Regions from separate parts of the Rattus norvegicus genome. Here all the other regions are linked to region 1. A link is a contact called in public Hi-C data. All regions are on one chromosome and are shown on one strand. The core of a region is the stretch at or near the end of the contact, and the rest is flanking DNA. Distances in the headings are between cores, read along the strand shown. Region 1 holds the start of Zfp326 (zinc finger protein 326). Region 2 holds the start of Lrrc8b (leucine rich repeat containing 8 VRAC subunit B). Region 3 overlaps Lrrc8b (leucine rich repeat containing 8 VRAC subunit B). Region 4 holds the start of Lrrc8c (leucine rich repeat containing 8 VRAC subunit C).

Region 1 (3,435 bases), core at 351-2,850:
CTAACATTGTTATTTTTGTTATCATTATAGTGAAAGCAAACACTCCAAATTTGACAGCTATTTTTTCAATTCTCTACAGAAAATGGATTTCCTCACTGACTGACTCCCCTCACTCTGCACACACACTACAAGGTTAACTTCTGGCACACCACATACGTTGGTAGTGTCATCAAACTTTGGTCTAAAACATACTTTTTCTTTTCAATGTCAACTCTGGCTATTGCAAAGAGTTGTAATTTAGAGTCACCTACATCAGAATGAGTCACAGTCCAGTACTAAAAGCACAAGCTATTCCGAAGAGCTAAACTACTTCAAAGCGACTGAAAAGTACTCCGAAAGGGGTGATTCTTTCTCCTATACTTACACTTAACAACCTTAACTTCTTGTAGCAAATCAAAAATCAGAAGTTCATGCAATACAACATATGCTAAAATCACACCTTATTCAGTGTCAAAGTCCATTTCTGGTGGAGGCAGAGGCTTCCATAACAAGAAATGGACCGGTTTTATTTAGAAATACCTAGTTCCTGGAGATTACACCCAGTTTAATCCTAAACTGTCTCCTAACACTGTCACTACTATAGATCGCTTTATCGTGACACTGATTCCTATAAAAGTTGAGCAAGGTCTGAAGATGTCAAATTAACTGTACTTCACCGCCCTGGGCAGAACGGCTGTAAGAACTAGTGCAGAGAGGTCTGAAAAGCAACCTTACAAATCGGTTTATTTAATCAGCAAGTCCAACTAGGAGTGCTGTGCACCGATCTAGCTGAACGTGAAGGGCATCTGGGGCTCGCCGTGCCAGAATTCTAACTTAGGCAGCATCCATACACAAGCCCCACCACCGCCATCCTTTAAATAAAGATGCACTACTGTCAAGGAACTGTTTCAGATGAGGTATTCACAAGCAGGTAAAGCAGGTGAGATATCAAACAGCCCGGTCTGCTACGTGGTAATAACTTGCAGATTTTGCTTCTGAGGGAAGCGAAGCCCACCTCGATGGAACTAAGCTTAGGGACGCCCTTTTTACTCGCCTCACAGAGAAGCACCGCATGAGCCCGAGGCAGCCTGTGTCGAGCAAGATTCCAGAGCCCGGGGCAACGCGGTGAGGACCGGCTCCACCCGCCACCGGGTCGCTGCCCCGAGGGCCCCGTGAGCTGGGTCACCGCTCGGCCAGGCCGGGAAGTTGCAGGCGGCCGCGGGCGAGGCCGCGGGGCTCGCAGAGAGGCCGACCCCCTAGGGAGCAAGGCTCCCGTCGGCCGCACCCTCGCGTGCGGCTCCGGGACCACGGGGCTCCCGCCCCGGCCCGCGGCCGCCGCGCGGCCCACAGAACAAAGCCACACGGCCATCTTGAGGCGGTAAACAGACCCCCGGCGCAGGCCGCCCGCCGCCCTCCCGCCCGCCCGCCGCGGCGGCCCGCCCCGCGCGCCGCTCACCGTCCTCGAAGTCCATGCTCGACGCCGCGGGGATGACGGTCCCGGCGCTGCGCTGTGGCCCGAGGCAAGCGCCCGCGACACGACGGTGTCCACACGATCGGCCCGCGCGACCGACAGCGGCGCTACTGGCCGGGAAGCCGCAGGCCACAGCGAGGCTGGGGGCGGGGCCGGACGGGCCTGCCAGTCGCCTCAGAACGGCCTTCGATTGGCGGACGCGAGGCGGTGGGCGGGTCTCGCGTGGGGGTCGGGAAGCGAGGCGGTTGTCTGGCTCCTGGGTCCTGACCCTGGGGAGCGCGGCGGACGGAAGGTGAAACGGGAGCGCGGAAGGCTGGAGAGGGATGTTCTGGAAGGACTCCGTTTGGCCGGCCATGTTGGAGCCTGGCAAGAGCGACGGGGTCCAGGAGGGAGTACTTTTCTTTCTCTTGCACGAACTCACCAAATCACATGGCGACCTTTGGCTTCTGTTGGCTGGAGGAGTGTGGAGGAGAGATTCCAAGTTCTTATGGAGTTCCTTCCTCTGACACACACAGAAGTGTGGGGCGTGCACAGGAGCCCAGATTGCCAAATACGAAACGATCATGAGACTATCCCCAGACAGGCTGCTAGCCACTGCTGGGGTTTAAGGTGTAAAACAGCTGTGAAAGTTCGCAGATGGGAAAGATTTGGCAGGAAGAAAGTAGTCCACAGCTCCAAGGACAGTGAAAGAGAGAGGGAGACAGACAGAGAGACAGAGATTATTCCACTTTAAAAAATGTGTTGGAGGGGTTGGGGGATTTAGCTCAGTGGTAGAGCGCTTGCAGGCCCTGGGTTCGGTCCCCAGCTCCGAAAAAAAAGAAAAAAAAAATCGTGTTGGAGCAGACACAAAGGTATTCACTCAGGAACACTATGGGAAGACTATTTTGGTCTTGAACCACAGTTTTAAATAACTTAATTTTCTTTCTGTTTTCACAGAGCAAATGGCGGTGACAACAAATTGGTTACCAGATAGGAAGCCAGAAGTCAAATTCTAAGCACTTTTTCGGGGTTCAACCCATTTGCTAAATCCCGTTCGGAGGAAGCAGGAAATAAAACGGGAAGCACAGCAAGGTGTACCACAGTAGCCCCAAATCTGGGCACGGAAATCTGGGCACGGCCTTGTGTCCTGCTCATCGTCTTCCTCCTCCACCCTCCTTGACTCATCCGGTTCTCCACCCTTTCCCTGATTCCTTCTCTTCTCCCCTCCCACACGTTTTCTGTTCACCTGGGCTGAACGTGTTGAAAACCGAACTCACAATTTCCCTTCTCAGACCTGCTTATTCTCGGATTCTTCCGGCAGTTCACCACGCGCAACCGCCCACTAATACTGCTCCTCCAGCCTCCCACTTCCAATCCACACACAAATGGAGCCTTTGATCATCATATTGCCACCTAAAATATCTTAAGTCCGCCCCTGCCTTTTCCATTTGCGCGGCCACTACCTGAGCTAGGACACTCACTGCCTCCCTGCAAAACTCTTGATTTCTCTGCCCTTCAGCCTCACTCGGGCCCAAGTGATCAAGATGCAAATCTGGTCATGTAGTTCCCACACAACCAGAAGTAGATCTGACAGAGCACAAACAAAAGGTGGAAATACTGCCTGACCCTTGCCTTCTCCCGGTATCTCTCTCCCCCTCTCCCTGTTCTCCCCCCTCCCCCCCCCGTGTGTGTGTGTCTCCTTTATAAAGACTTTTTAAAAATTATGTGTAACTTTAATTTTTTCAAAACCTATTTTTAATGATGGTTCTTGAACTCTTTTAACCTCCTTTTTAGCCCACCACCACCACCAGCAGAAAGGACAGGGGTGGGGAGGAGGGGAGCTGTTTAGAAAGATTCTTTGGAGCCACTCCCTTTCTGTGTTGTCTGGAAATCGGCAGTTCAATTCACAGGTCACAAACGGCAGCTCCATTCACCCACAAACACTTCAGGGATACACCAACCCGGCGGCGTCCTTCCACATCGGTGCTTTAACAGAACATGCGTTC
Region 2 (3,435 bases), core at 543-3,042, 440 kb after region 1:
GTCACTGAGGGGAAATGCCATCTGAAAACATTTCTGGTCACCTGGTGTCCTTTTCAAACATTACTATTTAGAGCTATGTCTTAATTCTGGTTGATGTTTTCATCCTGAGGATTCTGAAAATTATAACATCAGTGGGGACCGTGGTGGGGACAGGCCAAGTGGCCTGAAGACAGATCTCAACATGTTAAACACAGTCACTTACAGTGTGGACCCGTGTATTTGAGGTGCATGCTGTGACAACCTCCTGATCAGAGAACACACGAGTTTCAAAGAAGTCAACCCACTTCTAACTAGCAGACTACATTTCCCCCAACGGGGGAACTAGGCATGAGAAAGTCAGCATGACTCAAGGTGTGCTCATTGACAACTCGGCTTCTCCAAGCCCCATTTTTAGCTCAGAGCAGCACCAGACATGTTAGGGCTTAAGGTTTTAAATCACACAGGCCCCATTACCTGGGGGATTAACTGTAGTTTCTTATTCTTGTCAAGAGCAGACCTGATCACTAGGAAGGCTCGGGGCAACAGAAAGTGACTTTGGCGCCCACAGCTCAGAACACTGTGCCTTCTTAGGAAGTGGGAAGCATGTTGAGTGTACTGGCAACAATGTAGCATACACTTTCCCATACATACCTCAGCCCTACATTTAGGCAAAACCCACAGCTGTCCAGGAAAATCACACAGTTATTGTTACTATTATCATTGTCATACGCAACAGTAGTAACACTTTGGGGGATAATGAACCCCCAGCCTCACCTGTGCTAAGCCCCGCTAAGCCCCTCAGACCAACACTCTCAGTCTCTAATTTCTTAATATACACTGAACAAATTATCTAAACCGGTCTCACATTTACAATATTTTAAACATTCACTCTTATCTTTATATAGCAGGGTTTTTTTTTTTTTTCTGTTAAGTTTTCAGACAAGGGAGGATATATTCAAGAAGTCCACACCTCGGTATTAACTTTTAAATTTAAGTTTGTTCCCTGGGGTTGAGGGACCAAAGGGGTCCCGGTGGTAGTTTTTCTAACCACATATCAAAGTCTCCCACAAAGGTCACGTGACTACAGGCAACCTACGGACTTTGGGAAGTCAGTCGAGGACACAGATTACTGAGCCTCTTGTCTTCTGACCTGTCAGCACCTGCAGTCTAGGAGGAGGAACCGCCGAGCCTTTAAATGGAAACCAGTTGACCCCTTCCAGATCAAACAGTAAAATCGCAGCTGTAGGCCGATAAATAACCAAGAGCATAAAATGTCTGTCAACAGGAGGCGCCAGGGCAAGGGGCAAACGGCGACGACCTGATGTGGACCCCCTTGAGCGAGCTGCCCTCACCTGCGGGGAGACCCGGGTGGAGGGGGGGGGGTTCCCTGCAGTGTGTGTGGGAGGGTGTGGGGTGCGGGGACACACAGGTGCGCGCTCAACCACGGGAACAGCGAAGGCACCGCCCGGGTGCGGTCGCCCCCTCCTCTCGCCTCAGATGACCCCAGCATCCAGGAGAGGTGCGGGCAGGGGACCGCGCCCTCCCTTCCCCGGGAACGTGGGAGCCGTGCGGCCGCCGCTTAGCAGGTGACTGTGCCACCTGCCCGCAGCGGGAGACCCAGGTGAGGCGCCACCAGGTAACCGCACCTGCCCTGCCGCCCCCACCTGCTGCTGCGCGCCCCCTTCCCCCGCCGACCCCGCCGTCCCCGCCTACCTTTGCGCTGGAGCCCCCAGGGCCCGCGCTACCCGGCCTGCCGGGGTGAGCAGAGCGGCCAGCGCCCGCACTCCGCAGGCGGCTGCGGCTCAGCGGGAAGCCCCGGCGCTGCCCGGCTCGCCGCCCAGGAGCCGCTCCATTGTGACGCGGCGCGCGCGGCCGGCCAATGGGCGCGCGGCGGCGCGAACCGCTGACTAAGTTCGCGCGCGGAGGAGGAGCGGAGCGCGCGGGCTGCGCAGGCTGCGCCGGCTGCGCAGGCGGGAGCCGAGAACGCGCAGCGCCGCCTCCGAGCCACCCTTACCCGGATCGCTCCGCCACCCGGCCCCAGAGTCCACCCGGCCTTGGGACGGACCTCGGGGCCCCGTGACTCACCCTCCTGCTGCACACAAAGCGCAGCTGCCACCTCCCGGAGCCAGCGCCATGCGGCCGCCCGGATGCCCTCGCCCAGCCTGGCATCCGCGGTGCATGGCAGCCACACTCCTCGCCGGGAGCTGGGGCTGCATTCCAGAAACCCAGGAACCGGGGCTTAAGTCTGTTCCCCGGGCGCGCTACTCCAGCAGAGGACCCCGGCCTTCTCACGTGTGCACCCCTGAGAAACTTGTTATTGACACAACTTACTCCACCAGGAAGGGTGGGGTGCACCGCGCAGGGCCTGCCTTAGTGAAGTCCCTTTAACGTTCTTGAAGTCGCGTGACTGGAAAGGTTGCAGGGCCCACGGGGAGGTGGGGGGAGGGAGGTTTACCGTAGTGCCAAACTAAGCAACTTTGGGGCCTCCAAAATGCTATCTTTTTCTTTCCAGTGTTTTTATCTTCAGCGTGAGGTGACAAGGACTACACCTCCTAACAGTCTAGTATTTCATTGTGGATGGCCACCTAACCCGCCCGCTTTCTTCGGTTAGTGGCCTCGTATCTGAAGAGTAACAGTGTGCCTTACAAGTTAAGCAGATTTTTAATACAAATCCAGAACTTTGGGTGATTTAATAGTTCTATCATCCTCCTAGAATCTTTAACTCCCCCACATACTCCCTGTTCCTCTTTAAACTCAGCCTTTGCCCAGGTTTATTTCTAGCACAAGGATTCAATTCAGCAAGATTTGTATCTCTTCGTTGCTATGGTGTTCACATCCCTAGGTAACAAAACACCCCCAGAGGAGTAAATGAAGACAGCATTTGGATCACCTGATCAGTTGGGCACCCAATACCTCCACACACTGCTGAGGTGTGTAAGACTGCGCTGTGTCCAGTAGAAACCGGTCAGAACTCCAGCCCAAAACACCCTGGAAGTCACTGCTATGCCCGTCTTTGTCCAATTCATTCTGAGTAGCAGTTGCATTGAGTCTGGAAGTAAACATTGAAAATATTTTGAGGCCTGACAGCTCCACAGTTAAGAGCACAGAGTGTTCTTACAAAGGACTAGAGTTCTGTTGTGGTTCACAAGTGCCTACAACTCCAGCTCTAAGTGTTCTGACACCCTCTTCTGTCCTCCGAAGGCATCCACACACATGTGCACCTACATATATGGGCTCCCACACACATGCACTCCCCCACACGCGGCACACACACGCACATCTTTTTTTTTTTTTAAGTTCCTTCATTTGAACACACGGCAGATTGCCATTAAATTGTGTGTAAGACCCTGTGAACACATCTGTCACTCTAGACTTAAATGTGGCCCTCAAACTGCTTGCCACCTGGACCAAAGTTTTTTAAGTATCATTTTGAGGGAGAAAAAGTAAGCGCTGTAA
Region 3 (3,435 bases), core at 336-2,835, 370 kb after region 1:
AAGGCAGCCTATGAGATGGATGTCAGTTTAATGGGCTCAGGTTCTGAATAGACAGCTTCCATCACAATAGTATTTTGGGATCATGCAGATGGGGGGGGGGACCCCTTCATCTTACTTAATGCTTACTAAATTTCTACAACGTATTTTCCAGTCACTTTTCTAATCTAGATCTTGCCTTCTCCCCTCAAACACAGTTTTAAAGTAACTGAGGGGTTGTACCCAAATGCTTGGACAGCAGCAAGGAGAGGTAGGTGATTCAGCGGCCCTCCTGTCCTCTCATGAGGAAACCCTCAAAGATGTTAGGGAGCAAAACACAAGGCTTTTGTCATCCAAATTGGTTGCCATAATTAGTTGCAAGAGTACAAAAGTTTTTGGAGCAGAGTGCATACAAACACGGGAATCATAATCAGCCCAAACCAAGAATCATTAAATTATCACAACGATGCACATGTTCACTGCTTACAAAAAAAAAAAAAAGTATTCTCGCAGATGTAGCATCTGAGATCATACAGTAGAAAATATTCTATATTTCATATAAAAATCCTTAACATAGTAAAAGAAGGCCTTGATGACACAAGAAGACATTTCGAGAATGCATTGATTTTTAGGCTGCTCAGCAGATCACACGTCCTAGAAATCCTGGCTCTCGTTCTAGGCAAATGCCAAGTGTAAGCCCTATCCCAGGACTATCAGAGAAACCCAGATGAAGATGCCAACGAAATGAGAAAGGAGCAGAGAAGTCAGCCAAGATGGAATTCTGCCCAGTGTGATACACGCTGCTTAAAAAAACAACAACAAAAAAAGACCAATATAAATCTAAGCCAGTGGTGAGCACACATCAAGGAGTTTATACTGATGAGTCTTCATGGAGTTAAATATTAGGTTACAAGGTCACATGAAAACATGTATGCAAACGTGTAATGGGTTGAGGGGGCAGGGGGAGTGGTGGAAACAGAGTCCTGAAGACAAAACATGAAAGGTAAGGTTTCCACGACGACGCCTCTCAATCCACCCTCAACGTATACTTTTTACATCTCACAAATAATTTAAACATTGGTTGTTCACAAAACCCCAGTGTTGATATCTTTTTATTACTTGATTCAGACCCTGGATCATTTGGTAAGATTTTTTGGTTATGGTGTGTCATAATTGCAGGCCGTCTCTCATCTTTATAACTTTGGAAAGTTCGTTCTCTTTTCCTGGGGCCCTGCTTTAGAATCGCTTTTTTTTTTTTTTTTCCCCTTGAGTCTGATCTTTAGGTTAACATTTATCTAAGCAAGTCTGCAAACGCTCCGTCACAGGAAGCGGAAGAGAATTAAGCAAGCTGTCCTCCACAATCAGACAGCTCCGTTTCAGGGACTGACACCCTTCCAGCTCCACAGGCAGTGTCTCTAGGTAGTTGCCAATGAGTTCCAGGTGGGTGAGGTTTGACAGCTCCCCAACCAGAGGGGACAAATCTGTTAGGCTGTTTCTTCCCAAGAGTAGACACTGAAGTTTCTTGCACTGGAACAGCCCGTCTGGTAGCATCTCGATCTACAAGGAGAAAGGAAGTAGGTGAAACCGGTTTTGACTGGCTCTGGTAGTACATTCATGAACTCACATCCTGTTCCCTTTCTTCAGAAGACACGGCTGCAGCTCCAGAGGGAAGGCATAGATAGCACTGCTTGTAAATTTAATGGAGCCACGGCCAGTACCTCTGTGAACAACCACGCTCTCCTGAAGCGAGGGCGGACAAACTGGTTGCGAACACTCCTGATGTGATTCTTAAAGAGAAAGCACTTATAGATGAAAGAGAACAAGCCAGTGACCAGGAGAATCGTAGTTACTGGGTCCCGGATCAGAAATAAATGACCCCCCAGAGTCCTCAAGAACTTGTAATCAATGAGCAATGCTCAGAGCGCCCAAGGGCAGGCAAAAACTTATTTTCAATAATCAACAGAAGCAGACATGAAGATGGGAAAGGGAATAGGTACATCATGTACATGTTACCTCAACAGACACACACGTCTGAGCGTCTGCCCTTCTTCCTGTTCCCTCACATTTATGATAGGATTTATGTAGCCCTGTGAGGTAATGTCAACTATAGCATGTAACCTGCAAACTTGGTCAACTTGAGAGCAGCTCTCCCTGAATGCTGCCCTGAATGATGAGCAGGACATCTACATGTGCAGTGGAATGGATTCACGGTGCGGAGACTTCCGAGGAAGATACTGAGCACATCCCATTCCATCAACTCCCTGTTCTGCCGGACTCTTGGGATAGAGGACCACAAAGCTCATCTATATTGGTGTGTGACAATGTGGGACTGTTAGCCCTTTACAGTACTCATTAAGGTGTGTTCTGTGGGATGCTCAATCTTCCCACAAGTTCTGAAGAAAAAGGAATCTTGCTCAAATACATGTGGTAAATCAAGTCTCCTCTTGGAGAGGCAAAGCGTGTGGTCACATGCTAAAGGCACCGAGGAATCCTGGGATGAAAATTGATTCAAGAAAACAACACTGGCTGTTTTTCATGCAAACCCTCTTACCCTCCTATGCAGGGCTCTGGGGGCTTTGCCATGAACACTTGTGCCCTGGAGGACTCCTTTGGTTTGGGGACTCTACTCTTGGCTTGGTGAAAAGCAGATCACTTGCTGCTTGAGAAACAGACACTATCCTATTCTTGTGTCTCCTGGTCCCCCGCATCTAGAGACCGGTGTTCAAGAAGTGAGAATCTGATGTTAACATTTGGAGCTCAAGACTGGCATTGTTGCAGAGAAACAGCAGCAATGTGGAACCTCTTTTGTGGGAGGCAAGTAGTAGGCAACTACTACTGTAGTTTCTAGAATGGTGTCCAGGCCTAGCACGGACATGAACATACTGTTAGCATTATAAGGCTGTGAGTGATCTCCACTCTGGTCCCTTCCCTGCCTTTCATTTTGACTATTCCCCAGGTTTGTTTTTGCAGACTTTGCCTTCCAGTGATATACTATGTGATGCTCTCAGAAAATGGCATCTTACTCATATTATAATATTTATGCCCATTATGAATGCCTGCTTTATAATTTCCACGAATATCTGTTTCCCGGACAGAACTGCGAGAATTTCGGGATTAGATGGTATTTTGATATTCGTGTCTCCCCCTGAAATGAGAACCCCCACCTTTCCTTAACAATGATCTCACTGAGTGGCTAAAAACCAATCTGGACGGGTTCCACCCCAAGTCAGTGCCTTCTTAATATGCACATTCAGTTTCCCGGGGAAGGTGTGGCTAGATGAGGAGGCTTATCCTGGCTGCTCTATTCACTGACATTTGTAAAAATATTTAAACACAAATACTGAACAATATTCTCTCTGCCTCTCCACAACTCCCCACTGTGAGGCCAAACTAATTTCTTTTATATGACGATATTTTTATAAAAAAAATTACTCACTTCACAATTCCTATTTGTTAATG
Region 4 (3,435 bases), core at 476-2,975, 330 kb after region 1:
TTTACAGACACTGAGGTGGTGGCCCCCACCTGCTGTCTAGAATATAAAAGAAGAAAATGTTTGTACTTGCAAATCACCCTCCCCCACATCTCCCAGTTGGTCTTAAATCCTTAGACATTCAGGTATCATAGACTAGAGACATGTAGACCTAATCTGATAGCTCTATCTACCTATCTCTCGTGGGATGCAAATCTGAGTAAAAGTCTATTAAATTCAGGTTAAAACCAGGCTTGGTGGCTTTCTACAAATCATCAGAAAATAAGGAGAAGTGTGTATAAAGCTTTGGTGCTGGCAGTGTTGCAGAACTCCATGAAACAAGCGGTTTAAAAAAAAATCACTTTTATTTCCCCTGTCACCAAGGTGGCATCTTAATGCTGGTCCACTCTAAATCCTCGTCCCGGCTTCAGTAAAGCACTGCATACTCGGCAGAAATGTGACCGTTAGCTAAGGCCACACTTCTTTCGCTACTGCAGTCTGAAGAAGTGAAACAGCACCTCTAACGGGCAATAAGGCTCTCCCAGCCAAACCCGGGCACTCCCACAAAGATCAATTAGTCTTATTTTTCACTTTAAGGAGGATGGGATCCCAAAAATGTTCCCTAACTAATTTGTTGTGAGTTTAAAATGCTTAAGGAATTGGAAACTCAGTGAAGTTTTGCCCTCACCCTCTAATAAAACATCCGCATAAGGATGGGAAACTAGGTGTGGGCTGAGACGTTGCAAGGAAAGGTAACTCGAAGGGTTTTTAAATAACTGAAATCTGAGGTACACAGCCAAGTGTGGGGGGAGGGATGCATTAGCTGCTGGAAAAAGAAAGGCTTTGGCGTCTACAGAGCACACCCTAAGGCTCCCTAGGGGCTAACTCCATCCCAAACACCTCTATGCTGGGAACCAGAGAAAACCAAGAGCCTGCTAGGCTCCGTTTGGGCTGAAGGCAGAGGTCCTGGCCGCAGAGCTGGCTTAGACACCTAGCCTCCAGGGTCCTGGGATGCGGAGCAGCCCCCTCCCGCCCCTCTGGACCTGCAGGTGAGCGGACTGCTGTTCTCTGGATCCCTATGGAGACCTTCGATTTTTCCCCCTCCTTCCTCAAAAAGTGTAACTTCAGGCTTCTTCCAGGGAGGCGAGGGGGGTTGGGGAGAAGAGCAGGAAAACCAGGCCCCAGCATCTCCCGGGTTTTGAAGGTAGGGAAGGAGAATCGCCCGGGCCATCCCTGCGGCGACCGCGTTTTCTCCTAGTGCGCCCCTCCCCCAGTACCCAGAACCTGCGGCGGCCAGGCTGTACAGGTCGCCGGGCTGGGGGCTCCCTGGCGCGTACACCAGGGCCCGCGTGGGCTGGGTGGGGTTGGTGTTAGCCGGATACCCCGACCACATGCCGGGCAGGCGACCACATTGTGCCTGTCCCAGAGCTCTGGGGAGGCAGAGACGCGAATGAGGCAGGGTCCAGGCTGGGGCGCGCCCAGAGAACCGAACCTAGTGGCAGGGTGCTGACTGTCCCTCTCCATCCCTCCGTGGGTCCCCAGTCCTTACCTCTGGGGGCGAGGGTGTCCGCAAAACAGGATGCCAGGGCGCGGCGAGCTGTGTCCGGGTTGGGCTCAGCGACGGCCAGCGACCGCGGCGTCGCTGCTCATGGCTTGTCGCGACCAGAGTGCTACGGCCAGGGACGCGGCGGCGCCTCGGTCCTCGTCCTCTTCGCGGGCTCTGAGCCGGGACGCAGCTAACGCCCCAGCTCCGCAGCCCTGTTCCTCCTCCCCGGTGCCTCCCCGCCTGCGAGCGGAGCCGCCTCCAGCGCCGCCCCGCGCGCCGCCTGGCCCGCGGCAGCCAGCGCCGCCCAGCGCCCAGCCCCGGGGTCGCCGCCAGCTGCCGAGTCGCCGCCGCGGTGCCAGCCCCGCTGTGACGCAGGCAGCAGTGCCCGGGAACTTCCTCCTCTGCGGAGACCACCAGGCGTCTAGGGCTGGCGGGCCTGCGCTGGGCGGGCCGCGGAGCCCCACGTTCCGCACCGGGAAATCAAGCCTCTACGCGGCTGGATGGTCGCGCTGCTCGGAGCCGCCCACCTGGCTGGCACAGCAGGGAAGAGCGGTCCTCTGCCTCCTGTGTGCAACCCTAACAATGCCAAAAAGCCGGTGGCTTCTGTGAGCCGGTCATCCGCTCTTACACCGCAGCTCCTCCCCGGGCTAAGTTGAAGCAGAGCGGCCGCTGCTAAAAATAGCCCTCCTGGGACCTCCCAGAGGGTCAGGATGGAGATCACCCCTCCCCAGAGAGTGAAAGGTCCTGGAAGCGGGTGGAGAGGGGACGGTGGGATATACTGAAGGGAACAGAGGAGAACAAAAAATTATCCGATGTCCATAGTTTACAAAGCCCCAAGCCCCTGGACAACCCTGGTGTCCCGCAAGCAGGAGGGACCCTGCAAGATGGGCTTCTGGGCTCTGAGCAGCAGGTGCCATTCAGTCTGAAAACTCCGCTACGATTTTGTGTGGGCAGAGGTGGGGATGGTGTGTGTGTGTGTGTGTGTGTGTGTGTGTGTGTGTGTGTGTGTTGTGCAAAAGAGTTAACCCTGTGCCCCAAACCACCTGTTGTTTAGACGATGTAGGGGAGGGGTTCTCTCCTACCCATTGATCTGAGCTGTGGGTTTCTCCTCCTATCCCTCTGCCCAATTACAGTTCGAAAGCACAAACTGGCATCTTGAAAGCTGGTGGCTCCCTAAAAAGAAAATTTGCCTATTGGAGGCGGGGTGGGGGGGAGTGCAGACAACATAACTGTAGCAGTCATCAGAGAGTGAGTGTCAGTAACCAGCTGGCTGTCCTCAGAGCACTTGGTGGATAGAGAATTACTCTGTCCTGGCAGTCTGAGAGATACAGAAGAGCAGCGGACAGAAACAGGCAGCCAGCAGCCATTAACTAAATTTGTGTGCCCCTGTATGATGAGTTTAGAGAAGGCAATCATTTCCCAAGCCACGATTAAAAAAAAGAAAAGAAAAAGAAAAAAAGCAGGGGGGGCCTTGAGGGGGGGGAAATGCCTATCCCCCGCCCTTAGGCTCCTAACTGTTCTTTCCTGCTTACAGAATAAAATACTATACTGTCTCTACTCCCAAAGCAGTTGTTGGCAACCTTAAAGCCCTTGGGGCCTTAGGGGAATCACTAGTGTACTAGCCTCATTAACCTAGACAAGCCAACAACCTAGGGTGGGGTGTTCTACTGAAGAAGCAGAAGAGGTTTGTGTCTCTGGGGGAAAGGCAGAGAGTGGCTTTAGTAGTTTGCTTTAAGAAAGGGAGAGGGGTGGGAGAGATCCAAGTACTTGTAAGGCAGCAGATAGATGCAAAAATACTTGTAACTCGAAGTCCCACACCCGCGGATCCCGGCCTGCAGCAGCTCTCTGCCCCCAGACCCTGTGAGAGAGAGACCCAACCGCCTGGTCAGGTGGGCACTCCTGAGGCTGCAGAG

Evidence for each region. A called contact is a pair of places that touch in the nucleus more often than the background predicts.
Region 2: a contact with region 1 is called in a Hi-C map of kidney, with 5 times the contacts expected there. The contact joins the promoter of Lrrc8b here to the promoter of Zfp326 in region 1. A contact is called at or near these places in 12 of 12 Hi-C or Micro-C datasets (the A7r5 cell line, the Rat2 cell line, Schwann cells and 7 more).
Region 3: a Hi-C map of liver shows a contact between it and region 1, with 2.6 times the contacts expected there. The contact joins the enhancer-like site here to the promoter of Zfp326 in region 1. A contact is called at or near these places in 10 of 12 Hi-C or Micro-C datasets (the A7r5 cell line, the Rat2 cell line, Schwann cells and 6 more).
Region 4: a Hi-C map of mammary epithelial cells shows a contact between it and region 1, with 4 times the contacts expected there. The contact joins the promoter of Lrrc8c here to the promoter of Zfp326 in region 1. A contact is called at or near these places in 3 of 12 Hi-C or Micro-C datasets (the A7r5 cell line, Schwann cells and mammary epithelial cells).

The regions. Positions count from the first base shown.
Region 1 is chr14:4,283,659-4,287,093 of GRCr8, forward strand. Zfp326 (zinc finger protein 326) reads right to left here and starts at 1,601. Exons shown (of 11, transcript XM_039092634.2): 1 at 1,436-1,601. The coding sequence starts at 1,451.
Region 2 is chr14:4,719,284-4,722,718 of GRCr8, forward strand. It overlaps Lrrc8b (leucine rich repeat containing 8 VRAC subunit B), which reads right to left and starts at 1,793. Exons shown (of 5, transcript NM_001107204.3): 1 at 1,693-1,793.
Region 3 is chr14:4,658,081-4,661,515 of GRCr8, forward strand. It overlaps Lrrc8b (leucine rich repeat containing 8 VRAC subunit B), which reads right to left. Exons shown (of 5, transcript NM_001107204.3): 5 at 1-1,533. The coding sequence ends at 1,261. Among named protein-coding and RNA genes, the nearest start is that of Lrrc8c, 40 kb to the left of the region's middle. Within about 2 kb of position 1,586, at least 34 of the 93 cell types and tissues checked have an H3K27ac peak or open chromatin away from gene starts, as enhancers often do. A contact at or near this core is called in Schwann cells, liver and prefrontal cortex, where this site is marked.
Region 4 is chr14:4,618,289-4,621,723 of GRCr8, forward strand. It overlaps Lrrc8c (leucine rich repeat containing 8 VRAC subunit C), which reads right to left and starts at 1,726. Exons shown (of 4, transcript NM_001037179.1): 1 at 1,526-1,726.